Linked DNA regions of Mus musculus: region 1 is linked to region 2. A link is a contact called in public HiChIP or PLAC-seq data. All regions are on one chromosome and are shown on one strand. Each heading gives the region's core, a stretch centred on a gene start, on an enhancer-like site or on the middle of the called end of the contact. The rest is flanking DNA. Distances are from core to core; before and after follow the strand shown.

What was found. HiChIP or PLAC-seq counts read pairs in DNA pulled down with a chosen protein or histone mark.
Region 1: a FOXA1 HiChIP or PLAC-seq map of pancreatic cancer cells shows a contact between it and region 2. The contact joins two enhancer-like sites. A contact is called at or near these places in 1 of 115 datasets of contacts at active chromatin or transcription factors (pancreatic cancer cells) and 1 of 9 other capture datasets (adipose tissue).

The regions. Positions count from the first base shown.
Region 1 is chr11:97,819,749-97,822,448 of GRCm38.p6, reverse strand. The region is part of intron 3 of Lasp1 (LIM and SH3 protein 1); the gene reads right to left. Among named protein-coding and RNA genes, the nearest start is that of B230217C12Rik, 20 kb to the left of the region's middle. Within about 2 kb of position 1,373, at least 132 of the 459 cell types and tissues checked have an H3K27ac peak or open chromatin away from gene starts, as enhancers often do. A contact at or near this core is called in pancreatic cancer cells, where this site is marked.
Region 2 is chr11:97,476,274-97,478,973 of GRCm38.p6, reverse strand. All of the region lies in intron 15 of Arhgap23 (Rho GTPase activating protein 23), which reads right to left. Among named protein-coding and RNA genes, the nearest start is that of 4933428G20Rik, 23 kb to the left of the region's middle. Within about 2 kb of position 1,408, at least 41 of the 459 cell types and tissues checked have an H3K27ac peak or open chromatin away from gene starts, as enhancers often do. A contact at or near this core is called in pancreatic cancer cells, where this site is marked.

The DNA.
Region 1 (2,700 bases), core at 124-2,623, 340 kb before region 2:
GACTTTGAGGCCAGCCTAGTTAATACAAAAGAAAAACCCTGTCTCGAAAATCAAAAAACAAAGCCAGGCAGTGGTAGTGTATGCCTTTCATCTCAGCACTTGGGAAGCAGAGGCAGGCGGATTTCTGAGTTTGAGGCCAGCCTGGTCTACAGAGTGAGTTTCAGGATAGCCAGGGCTATCTATACAGAGAAACTCTGTCTCAAAGAAACAAAAATAAAAAACAAAACAAAACAAAAAACCCCAAACCAAACAAAAAACAGCAACAACAAAAAGCAAGGCCACAAGAAACCCAGGATGGTAATGCACACCTAGAATGCCAACACTAGGGAGGCAGAGGACAATCTGTGAGATGATGTATATACATATATATTTGAAGCCAGCCTGGGCTACAACATGAGACTGTTTCAAAATATGCGCGCGTACACGTGAGCACACACACATACACACATACACACATACACACATACACACATACACAGTCTGAACACGGTGACAGATGCCTATACTCTTATGACTAATGACAGGAAGAGCATGAGTTTGAGGCAGTGTGATCAGAGTCTGAGTCTCTTTCTCTCCCCCTCTCTCCCTTCCTCTCTCCTCCCCCCTCTCTCTCATGTCAAAAGACAGGAGATTTTCCCATCACCAAATATGGGCCTAGGACCAGAAGGAGCTTGGACTGATAGGCCTAATCTCCAACCTTCTGTGTTATCTTGGGCCAGGGACTTAACCTCTGAAGCCTCAGGTTCCACATCTGTTAAATGGGAAAGCAATGGTTTCAACTGTGCTGAGGCGGAAGTCCTGTGCTGCACACCACATGAGGGTGACTGTGCTGATCCAATGCCAAGCCCCGCTCCCTCCAGTCTCCTGGCTTGGCAAGGGTCAGGCCCTTAATCCAGGGAACAGTTACCATGGCAATGCTGCAATGCCATCAACTGCTTCCCAGGCTTTCCTTCCTCCTCACTAGGAAAGGATAATCCATTTCAAACTAACAGGAGGCAGAGAAGGTGGGGTGGGCGGGGGCAGGGAAGCCTGGGTGCCACACAGAGTGGCCACAGGTTCCAAGGCAAGCCAGTGCTCCTCTTGAGGTTGGTGTGTAGGGAAGGAGAACAGGCTAGCTAGCCTCTAAAAGCCCACTGGATCTGGAGTCTATGACCCTATATCTAAGCAGTTTTTGGATTTAACTGGAGAATAGTGGTGGAGACATTTCTTTGAGAACTTTTTATCTTATTATTCGATTTTGCTAAAGAAGTGTGTGGGGAGGGGGTGCAGCCTGGAGGCCCCCAATCAGACTGTCCCTTCCCCCACACAAGAGTGCTTGCATTTGGATGGCTCACCAGCTGTGACAGGACCTGCCAGGTCACTCAAGCCTCTTATCAGTTTGGCCACAACAGGGCCTGAACTTTGGCCAGATGACTCTGTCCCTGCTTGGGGCTGCCAGGGCCTCCCTTTCTGGAAATTCCCACAGCAGCACTGGGCGTGATGCCCAGACAGCCAGTATCCGTGAAGATCTACCTTAGCTGAGTAGGTTTGATTACCCTCTCTCGTTTACCCCTGCTGAGAGCAGCCACACACCACAGCAGACCCATCATCTCTTGGAATCCAGCAGAAGCAGCCAGTAGCTTGGCAGCACACAGTATGACCAGTGAGACATGGGCAGGATTGAGAAGTTCTAGGCTAGCCTGTGCTCATGGGCAGGATTGAGAAGTTCTAGGCTAGCCTGTGCTCATGGGCAGGATTGAGAAGTTCTAGGCTAGCCTGTGCTACAGAGCAAAAACACTTCTCTCTCTCAGAAGGGGGGCAAGGGGAGCAGGGGGAGGTGCACACCTCTATTCCAGGGCAGAGGCCAGGTGGATCTCTTTGAGTTCCAGGCACTCTTGGGCTACATAGCAAGTGGCAGGCCAGTAGGGATATGTAGTGAAGCTGTCAAAAACAAAAACAAGCTAGGCAGTGGTGGCACACGCCTTTAATCCCAGCACTCAGGAGGCAGAGGCAGGTGGATTTCTGAGTTCGAGGCCAGCCTGGTCTACAGAGAAAGTTCCAGGACAGCCAGGGCTATACAGAGAAACCCTGTCTCGAAAAACAAACAAACAAAAAACAAAACCACTCTACCAAAAAATGCAAGCAGAAACTACTTGTGTTGGATCCTTACTGTGTAGCCAATTCCCCTCTGAAAAGGCAACTGGATTTTCCATCAGGCCCACAGATGTGAGGAGCTGAGGAAAGATCAGAGCAGAGCCAGGAGTGGAGGTCAAATCATTGCCTCCACTTCCTCTCCCTTCGCAGAGGACAGGAAAGGGAAATGTGCTAAGCTCTGACACTAGGCCAGGAGCGGCAAACACCTAATGCATGCTAATGTCCCACAGGCAAACCGGAGAGGTCACTGCCATTTTACACATGGAGGCCCTGCCCTGGGGCAGAGTGCTCAATGACAACACCGAAGACACAGCCAGAGGTGATAATCTGAGATTCAACTTTAGGCTGCTGGTTCTGGCAATAAGGGCTGCCAGGTGGTAGTGTTAGCAGCGGTGACGCACGCCTTTAATCCCTGGGTTTGGGAGGCAGAGGCAGGCGGATCCTTGAGTTCGAGGCCAGCCTGGTCTACAAAGTTAGGTCCAGGACAGCCAGGGCTACACTGAGAAACCCTATCTTGAAAATAAAAACCTGACACTTGTCTGTCTGTCTGTCTTTAGATAGACATCT
Region 2 (2,700 bases), core at 159-2,658:
ACCCCTGAAATGTGTACCCCCAGACTATGCACTACTGCTAATAAATAAAGGGGGTGCAAAGGGGACAGAGGGACAGTGGGGAAGCTGGCTAAACAGTGACCCTATGAAAATGCCATAATGAAATCCATGATTTTGTATATTAGCTCAAAAAATTTAAAAGACAGATAGAAGGAATGTGGGAAATAACTATACATATAAAGTATAGATACCAGCCAGGCACGGCAGCACATGCCTTAACACAGAACTTCAGAGGGAGAGGCAGGCAGGCCTCTATGAGTTTGGGTCAGCTTGGTCTACATAGAAAATTCTAGGCTAGGGTTTAATAGTGGGACCTTCAAAATAAATAATAAACATACCATATATATAAAGGAGAATAAAAAACCCAACTAAAGACAACTAAATTTGCTAAAGCATGTGCTCATGCTCCGCCCACAATGCGTCCAGGCCTGGGCGTGGTCCTTCCTTGCATCAAACATACTCTCAAAGTCTGAGGAACTTATAACGTACAATGTGTCCCTACAAAGGGCCAAAAAATGTGGAGAAAGGGGAGAAAACGGCCATGGGTCTCAGTCTACCACTGGGGCTCTCCTCAAACTCAGTGACATCTGGCTGGCCTTGAACTCGCTCTCCCTGCCTGGCACAGACCTATTTCCTAATGTCACAGTTGAGGAGACAGTCTGGTATCAAGGGCCAGAGGACAGCAACGGTGTCAAGTACCCTCCAACACACCAAAGAGCGCTGTCAGGACTGTGTCTCGGTGCAAGAACACTGGGATAGCACACCCAATGCCCTGGGCACCATCCCTAACATGGGAAAGAAAAAGTGCCAAGGCTGAGAAGTATCAGGGCCCCACATGCGCCGAATAAATGACTAAATCCTCCACTCTGGGCTCTGGGTGCTAGCTGACCTGAGGAGCACAGCAGGGCTGCGGGGTGACTTCCACTAAGCAGCAGAGTCTCCCCCTCTTTCCTCTGAAGCAGCCCCATTCACACTGCCCACCCTCTACCTCATGAAGTCTGGCCTGGAAGCCTGGGGACAGCATGCTTCCTTGTGTGACAGGATCTTCTGTGGGAAGCCATTTGGGCCAAAATCCCAGGAGTTAATGTTATCTGCTAATTCCAATGGTCACTGTCTGACCAGGACTGACTTCAGTCTATACAAGCCACCTCTGCCTGGCCTCTGCTGCTCCTGTAGAGATCTCCAGACTCTTAGGTGGTCTGGCCCAAGGAGCCTGCTCAGAGTTAAAGATGTCCCCAGGCCTGGAAGGCTGAGAATGGAAATTTCCCAGCTCAGCTGTTTGTCAGAATTGAATCCCTGCAGGAAAGCCCAGTCTGCCTGGCCTCAGCAGGTCACTCATCCGCTGACTCAGCCGCTTAGCAAACACCGTGTTCACCACCCACGCGCTAGGCTATGCATCTAGACGGACGTGCCCCCTGCCCTACTGAGTGGCAGACACTGCCTCTAGGAAAGCCCACTTGCTACTGGCCTGCTTTCTTCCCAAAGGCTGCTGTTCCAGAAACTCCTGTGTTGACCACAGGCCTTATGCTTCCAGCAACTTCTCCAAAAATCATACAGCCAGAAGCCCTCCCTCCCTCCCTCTCAACCACGGTTCACCTCATGGACACCTCTAGGGATCCTGGTGCTTGAGACCAAACCCCTCCCAGGTCACACAGGGATGCCTGTGTGGCCAGCAGGCTTAGCATCCAAGTGGCCCGCCCCATGCTGGTAGAGAGCAGGCCGTGATACAGCCAGATCCCGGACATGGGGTGAAAAGAATGGATGATCAGGCCACGGAGTCAGCATGACCCAAGCCTACTACAGCCTCCATCCCCTGGCCCGGCAGATGCCCGCTGGGAAGTCAGCCCTGGGTGTACAGACCTGGCTAAACTCCTGCAGATGCCATTTCTTGGTGTGTGGTCTTGCACAGGTGATCCCCTCCCTCAGCACTATTTTCCCTCCTCTGTAAGTGGTGACAAGACTCAGCTTTTCTTCGCTACAGTGTAGGGCACTCTGGGTCCACGCTGTGTGGCTGTCACAGAGGTAAGTGGGATTCACAAAACCCACCCTTGAGCCTCTAAGCCTGAAGCTTCACAGCGCTGTGACCATTAATACAGTCCCTCACACTGAGGTGACCCCGACCATAACAGTTTGTTCTACTTCATAACTGTAATGTCCTTATTGCTGTGAGCTGTAACATAAATATCTGTGTTTTCTGATGGTTTTAGGCAATCCCTGTGAATGGCAACCTACAAGTTGAGAAACAGCGCCCAGGAAGAAGCCTTTTGAGTGGGCTTCAGAAGATAGAGGCCTCTATCGCCCTCTGCTGGTCACTATGGTTTCTTCATCCTTCCTAGACAAAAGCAAGAATCTTGCAGGGCTCATTAGGAGTCAGAAGGGAGGTGAGCAGTGGCTGGCACCAGAGCATCATGGAGGGTGTGGCCTTGGTCCTTGCTTCCTGACCTGGCCTGTGGCTGTTGGGGAACAGACAGACCTCTGACACCCAAGTCACACTGTGTGCCCAGTTCTGCAGGCCACCTCCCCTACAACAGCCCTACTGAGGAGCCTGTGCATCCGTCTCCAGCCACATGGCCCTATCCCTGCATCTCCTCCCTGACTCTTCTTCCAATCTTGTTCCTCGTGTTGGTGTTGATGGCAGCCTGTCACTGCTGTGAGCCAGGCAGGCCCTAGCAGTGCCCTCTT